Linked DNA regions of Bos taurus: region 1 is linked to region 2. Evidence: chromatin contacts called from public Hi-C data. All regions are on one chromosome and are shown on one strand. The core of a region is the stretch at or near the end of the contact, and the rest is flanking DNA. Distances in the headings are between cores, read along the strand shown.

Region 1 (3,633 bases), core at 543-3,042, 280 kb after region 2:
TTTCACATCTGAGGGCAAGCATTTTGAAGATGAGATATTTTAGAGGAAGACTTTACTTTGATAGTGGTTTGTCAAAGGTTTAAAATCTTGAATTTTAAATTGTTTAGAAAGTGTCTCCCGACTTTTTTCTTGCATCTTTCTCAAGCTTGGATACTTCTTTCTTGCGTTTTATCCTAAAAACGAGCTATGATGTACATCTTTCAGGACTTAGTAGGAAAACTTAAAGATGCTTCGAAAAGCCTGGAAAGAGCAACTCAGTTGTAACTTGGGAAAGTTAACGATCTGCCCGGATCTAGAGGAAGACCAGGAACGTCTTGCCGTCCGCTGAACCATTTCTGCGAGCTGGGTGTCTTCCTTTTCAGAGCAGATTTTTTTCTTTTGGATTTCTGTCACTCATAAGTTTTGACACTTTTTTACACCTGTGGAAGGGTTAAGAGGGAATTTCTGCCTAAGTATTTGAATCTTTAGTATTATCCGTACATTTGATCCCATTTGATCTTTTCCACGTCTTCCAAAAGGAAGCAGACAGTATTACATTCTGAATAAATAAGTTGTTCCCACAAAAAGAGTGGTGAGAGTTTGTCTGGATTTGAGTTTGTTAATTATTACTTTGAAGACATAGACAGGATTGGCGTTAACTTTTAACGATCTCCTCTCCTCAAGATTAAAGTTAAACACACTGGAAAGGATGCCATCTCCGGGGTTGCTTGAAGACCCCAGCTTCGGGACGTGGGGAGCGGGCGCGGTCGCCCAGCGGCGGGAGCCAGTCCGTTCCGTTAACTGCGCCCGAGGGCTCGCCCGCTGCCCGACCCTCGCCCGCGGGGCTGCAGAGGCCTGGGAGGGCCGGCCCCGCGCGGAGCCCCTGCCTGGAGCGAGCGGCTGCCCGCGCGCGCCCCGCCTCGGCCACTGGCGGGCGGGAAAGGGGGCCGGCGCGGCCGCGGGAAGACTGGGGCGGGCGCTGTTGTTTCCGCGAGCCCAACTCGGGCGCAGGTTCCGCGACGCGGCGCCGGAGTCTGGGCCGCAGCCCGTGGGGCCGAGCGGGGCTGTCGGCCGGCGGTCTCCTCGCGGACTTGTGTGCCGCGGGCGGAGACGGACCGCGGAGAGAAAGAAATAACGGGGGCTGGGGTGGGCTGAGCTGCGTGCGGGGCCGGAGCGATGCCCGCGCCGAGAGCAGGGTGGCGCGTGTGGCGCTGTGGAGAAATGTCTCCGCAGCCGCGCCAGCGCCGCCGCCGCGCCGAGCGAGGAGGAGGAGGGGGCCGGGTCGCGCTGCTCCGAGGGGAGGGGGCGGCCGCGGGCCCGACTACACCGACACTAATTCCCAGGCCGCCCTTAAGGAATGAGGGGAGCACGTGACCCGGTGGGGGGGTGGCGGGGGGAGGGGGCGGGCGGACTCTGAGCCATTTTGGAGCCGGTGTCAGTTTCCACTCTGCCTTCAGCGGTGCATTTTTTTTTCCACCCTCCCCTCCCCCGTCCTCAGCCTTCCTCCCTTCCCCCCGCCTCTCCGCACGCACACACACGGCGCCCCCCACCCGCCCTCCTCCCCACCAACGGCAACTATGAAATAATAATCGTAGTATTAAAGGCAGAGATCGGGGCGAGACAATGGGGATGTTGGCGAGGGAGCCCCGATCCGGATTAGAAACACCTCCCAGCCCCGCAGAATAATACTGATTGCGCCCCCTCCGCGCGCTCCCTCCCCCGAGTGCGGAGCGGGAGGAGGCGGCGGCGGCGGCCGAGGAGGAGGAGGAGGCCCAGGAGGAGGAGGCGTTGGAGGCCAAGGAGGAGGAGGAGGAGGCCGCGGAGGAGGAGGAGGCCGAGGCGGAGGAGGAGGAGGAGGAGGCCGGGCTCGGGAGGCAGCATGAGCCGAGCGCGGCGGCCGCCGCTCCTCTCGGCTGCGCTCGTTGCCCATTGACAGCGGCGTCTGCAGCTCGCTTCAAGATGGCCGCTTGGCTCACATTCATTTTCTGCTGAACGACTTTTAACTTTCATTGTCTTTTCCGCCCGCTTCGATCGCCTCTCGCCGGCTGCTTTTTCCGGGTACGTAGGAGGCGAGGCGCCTCCGGGACGGGGCCTGGGGGCGGCGGGGGCCGCGCGGGACTCAGGCCGGCCGCGGGTGGACGGGGAACGGCCCCCCCCCACCGCGCCTCGCCCGCGCCGGCCGGGAGGGCGCTGACAGCGTGGGCGCCGAGCCCCGCGCCGCCGCCCGCCGCCGCCCGCCGGCCCCGCGCGCCGCCCGGCCCCGCGCGCCGCCCGCGCCCGCGAGCGCGCGCCCGCCGCCGCCCGCCGACTCCCGCGGCGCCGGGACCGACCCGCAGCCCGCGCCGCGCCGCCGCCGCCAGCCGGCCTCGGCGCCGCTCCAGCCGCCGCCCGCTCCAGCCCGGACGCGCCGCGCGCGGCCCCACGTTTTAGTTCCTTTCTCCCCCGAGCGCCCCTCTACACCCTCGCGACGCACATGGCCCCCGAGAAGAATACTTCTATTTGCAGCCTCTGCGGCTCTCCCGGCCACGGCGCCCTTTGTTGAGAGGTAGATTTTGATGAAACGGGGACGGGTGCCTGAAATCGGGAGCTGCTTGGGTCAAGTGGCTTCCCTCCTCTCCCGAAGAAAGGGCTTTGGAGGGGTTTAAACAGCCAGAGAACGCCCCCATTTTATAGGGACGGGTTGCTTGGGGGGCCGCGATCCCGCCAAGGTGGATGTTAGGCTGAAAGGAGCCCGAACAAAAATGTTATTAACTTAAGTTGGAGGGACACTTGGGTGAATTTAGATGGCTTGTAAGATGGCGGTTCCCAGTTGTTTCCAAGGTCTCCTGCGTTTGTGTTTAAAATGGTAAAGTTTTCAAGGTGTTATTTGTTGAGAGTCTCGGATAAGTTCTTCAAATATTACTTGGGAGGTGCTCAGTGGGAAGTGGGCATTTCAAATTTGGAGCTTTTTTTGGAGTGATGATGGTGAATGGACGTTAGTCTTGCAAGAGGTTTCCTCTCTTTTTCCTTTTTCTTTTTTTCCCCCGTCTCAGAGACTACAGTTTTTTTTTTTTTTCTTCTTCTTCTTTTTTCCGCCTCTAGTATGGGATGCACTTAGAACCATGACTTAAGTCTACAACGTTTTATAGGTTTTACTAAATGTCAGCATAGGTCATGTGGTGAAGAGATGCTTTGGAGAAAGGAGCACTAAAAAGTTGATGGCATATGTTAATACAGTCTTTTGGGTTTGACAGCCATGTAGCACGATCTTTTTCCCAGAGATTTACAGTTAATAATTGGAAGTAAATAAGTATAGAGACTTTGATCATTCCCAATTGCAATAAAAGGATTTAGTGGGCTTAGTGGTCACGGTTCAGTATCTGAAATAGAAGCATGTATTAACCCCTTCCCAGAAAGTAGGCAAAATCCTGGGCATACTTATTCAAATCCAAATGTAGGTTGGTGATGCCTAGAATGTTATGTGTAGTTCAACTTATGTTTTATAGGAACCTTAACCCCCATGTTCTGGAAACATAAGCCACACTAAAGTCTAGAAACTTAAGGATGCCAATTATTAACAGCATATGCTAACTTAAGACTATATTAACATTTGAGTTTTATTTTAAGTAGAATTTCTTTGAGGTTGATTTTATGAGCAAATTTATAAATTTTTAA
Region 2 (3,510 bases), core at 247-2,746:
TGTTGGGGCGAAATGTACATTTCACCTCTGGTCACGGCAAGTGTGCCCCGAATAACAGTTGTGGGTAAACATTAATACCTTTTTGCCCCCTAACTATTCAAAGCATTTTTATGAAGGGCTCAATCAGAAGGTCTCAAATTCTTTCACCGCATAATCGTTAAACCAGTGAAATGGCATCTTCTCAGTAGGACTCATTCAGCACTCCCAGAGAGAAAGCAATCAGAAAAAAAAAAAAACAAGTCGAGCTGAAGAAGGAAAGAAAACGAAACGAAAAGAAAAAGAAAACGATCCTGTGCTACTGGCTGAGCTCCTCTTCCTGGAGCACCCCAAGTGCCTCTACTGCCCCAGCACTTCACGGCTCCTTCCCCGACTCCCCGAACAACACGGTAGAGGCTTCAAGTTCCTGCAGATTTCTAAACGGGGCTACAACTGCCTAATCCAACAGGCTGAACACATTACAAAGTACAGCGCGAGAAAAACTTCTGCAACCCAGACGGCAACTAAGAGGCATTCCTACCTTTCCGGAAAGACAGGAAAGGAGGCTCTTAAAAGGATAAGGGTAACTGGGAAGGTGAAAATTTAGAGGGAGACACGACTACCTTTCCACAATCAGAGAGGCAGGAAGAGAAAGGGTTTAAGAGTACAAGATCTACCCCCACCACTCCTCCTTCCTGCAGCACAGCAGGCTGCAGGGATCTCCCCCAGAATGGCAGAGGAAAGGGAAGGGATCCCCACCCCAGGTTGGTGGCACCGTCCAGCCTGTCACAGAGACCGGAACTTGAGAAGGGGAGCCGGGCGGTGAGGGACTGGGGAAGGCAGGCCATTCCCTTTGAAGCAGGTTAGGAGAAGACCGTGGTCAATCGGACAGAGGACGGCAGCCGAGCCCAGGACGACCAAGTCTTGCCCCGCGAGCCCGGCTCCCTCGGAGAAAACCGGGTCAGAGCCGGCCCCACCCCCTCCTTTCCGCCCCGACCCGCACGTTTCTGCCCGGGAGATGCAGCCTTCGAGCGAGCGGGCGGCCCCACTTACCTGCTGCACCCCGAGGAACTGGTAGAAGTTGAGCTGCACCTCCTCCACCAAGTCAAATAACTCCAGGTCTCCGCTCTCCCAGCCGTGCGCCGGCCCCGCGGCCGCCAGCAGCAGGAGCAGCAGCAGCGGCGGCGGGAACGGCACGAGTCCCGGCCGGCGGCGCGGAGGAAGCCGGGCCGGCCGGGAGCAAGGCGCTGTCATCGCTCCGGGCTCGGTGAGGTCAGCCGCCGCGCAGAGCCGCCGGCCGAGACCCGGGGACGTGGCGAGCAGCGCGGACTGTGGGAACACTGCTTGTCAGTCAGAAGCACGGGCAGCCGCCCCGGACTCTCCCGCCCAGCGGCCGGTCTTGGACAGAAGGCAGAGGCGGCGGAAGACGGCGGACGCTGCGTCCAGTGAGAGCGCGGACGGAGCCGCGGGCGGCCCTACCCTCCGCGGACCCTCACCCTTTACCCAGGCCTACCAACAGCTGGCGAGCCAGAGCCGGGCGCTTAGGTAGCGCGGCGAGGGGTGGGGGAGAGGCTTCCCCCGCCTCAGCCTATCCCAGGCCTCGCTTCCGGTGACATCACGTCTCCTAGCAACCGCGGGAGAGGAGGCGGGGCCGGAAGTAGGGTAGCCGGAGCCCCAGACCTGGGCCTCAGCAAACTGCTTCTCAGTCACTGACTTGCTTCGCGGAGCCATACGGATATTGGCACAGATTAAGAGACGTGGACAGTTACAGACATTGCGCATCTATCTGGAACGTCCCAAGTATCCGTGAAACAGCTACCTTCTTATCCTCCCCCAGATATTGAAAACTAAAAGCATATTTGAAAACTGAATTTTTGATTACAGCCTCTGTTTCATACATTTCATTATTCCATACCCCCAAAATACAGGAGGAATAGAACGCAGGGCTTGAAAGGGGGAAATCTAGTGAGCAGTCTGAAGTTTCCTTTTAATAGAGGTGAAAAAGAAATAAAATTTGAACCAAGACAAAAAGTATACTTCTAATAATGAAATAATATTTACAGGCATAATACTACAAAATAGACAACCAGGTAGAAAGTAATAAGCATAACAGACATTCAAAATCTTAGGGGTAAGTGAAGCTTATCGACCTTAGCCCATTTACAATTGGTGCTCCTTTCCAATTGATGTCTATTTTCAAAGACATTAAAGCTAAAAACCTTCTCTCTTTCCCACCAGTGTCTCACTTCCTATTCTTTTTATCCCCTCACCACTCTTGCTTTCTTTTGTGTGAAGCTTATTTTCTTCTTAGCTTTCTCACATTTCTCCTCTCTGACTCCCTACTCTTGCTGAGGAAGTAGAAGGAAACAAATAAATTGCTTGTATAACTCAGGATGCTTCAGCAGTTTTGAAAGTTTGATCTCCTTTTTCTCCTTTTGGATCCCACCAGTTGAATTAAGCTCAATAGGATAAAAATAAAACTTTCATAGTAAAAGGGGTTGTGTTTGACAGAGGTTAGAAGAACAGTATCCAGGAGGTAAATCTTACTTAAATCCTTTTATTACTGTAGAGTTTAAAAAATATTTTTAAATAGTTATGAATACTTAAAAATAATACAATATAATGCTTGAATTAATCCTATTTTAAATTCATTGTGAGGCTTAACTTTCAAAGATACAAGAACAGGGGTATCTTAATCTTCAAGGGCTGCTGTAACAATATACCACAAACTGGGTGTCAGCATGGTCAAGTTCTGGTAAGAATCCTCTTCCAGGTTTCAGAGGACTTCTTTCTTATACCTTCACATGGTGGCAGTGTGGGGGAGGGGGACAGAGATCTAGTGTTTCCTCTTACACAGAAAGTGAAGAACTAAAGAGCCTCTTGATGAAAGTGAAAAAAGAAAGTGAAAAAGTTGGCTTAAACCTCGACATTCAAAAAATGAAGATCATGGCATGCAGTCCCATCACTTCATGGCAAATAGATGGGGAAACAATGGAAACAGTGAGAGATTTATTTTCTTGGGCTCCAAAATCACTGCAGATGGTGACTGCAGCCATGAAATTAAAAGTCGCTTGCTCCTTGAAAGAAAAGCTATGAACAACCTAGACAGCCTATTAAAAAGCAGAAACATTACTTTGCCAACAAAGGTCTGTCTAGTCAAAGCTATGGTTTTTCCAGTAGTCACGTGTGAGAGTTGGACTATAAAGAAATCTGAGTGCTGAAGAATTGATGCTTTTGAACTGTGGTGTTGGAGAAGACTCTTGAGAGTCCCTTGGATTGCAAGGAGATCCAACCAGTCCATCCTAAAGGAAATCAGTCCTGAATATTCATTGGAAGAACTGATGCTGAAGCTGAAACTCCAATACTTTGGCCACCTGATGCAAAGAACCGACTCAACGGAAAGACCCTGATTCTGGGAAAGACTGAAGGCAGGAGGAGAAGGGGACGACAGAGGGTGAGATGGTTGGATGGCATCACTGACTCGATTGAAGTGAGTTTGAGCAAGCTTCGGGAATTGGTGATGGTCAGGGAGGC

The links. A called contact is a pair of places that touch in the nucleus more often than the background predicts.
Region 1: a contact with region 2 is called in a Hi-C map of liver, with 5 times the contacts expected there. The contact joins the promoter of BMI1 here to the promoter of DNAJC1 in region 2. A contact is called at or near these places in 2 of 11 Hi-C or Micro-C datasets (both in liver).

What each region holds. Positions count from the first base shown.
Region 1 is chr13:23,429,120-23,432,752 of ARS-UCD2.0, forward strand. It overlaps BMI1 (BMI1 proto-oncogene, polycomb ring finger), which reads left to right and starts at 1,793. Exons shown (of 10, transcript NM_001428330.1): 1 at 1,793-2,037. COMMD3 (COMM domain containing 3) reads left to right here. Exons shown (of 8, transcript NM_001076999.1): 8 at 205-559. The coding sequence ends at 264.
Region 2 is chr13:23,147,269-23,150,778 of ARS-UCD2.0, forward strand. It overlaps DNAJC1 (DnaJ heat shock protein family (Hsp40) member C1), which reads right to left and starts at 1,497. Exons shown (of 12, transcript XM_025000956.2): 1 at 1,030-1,497. The coding sequence starts at 1,230.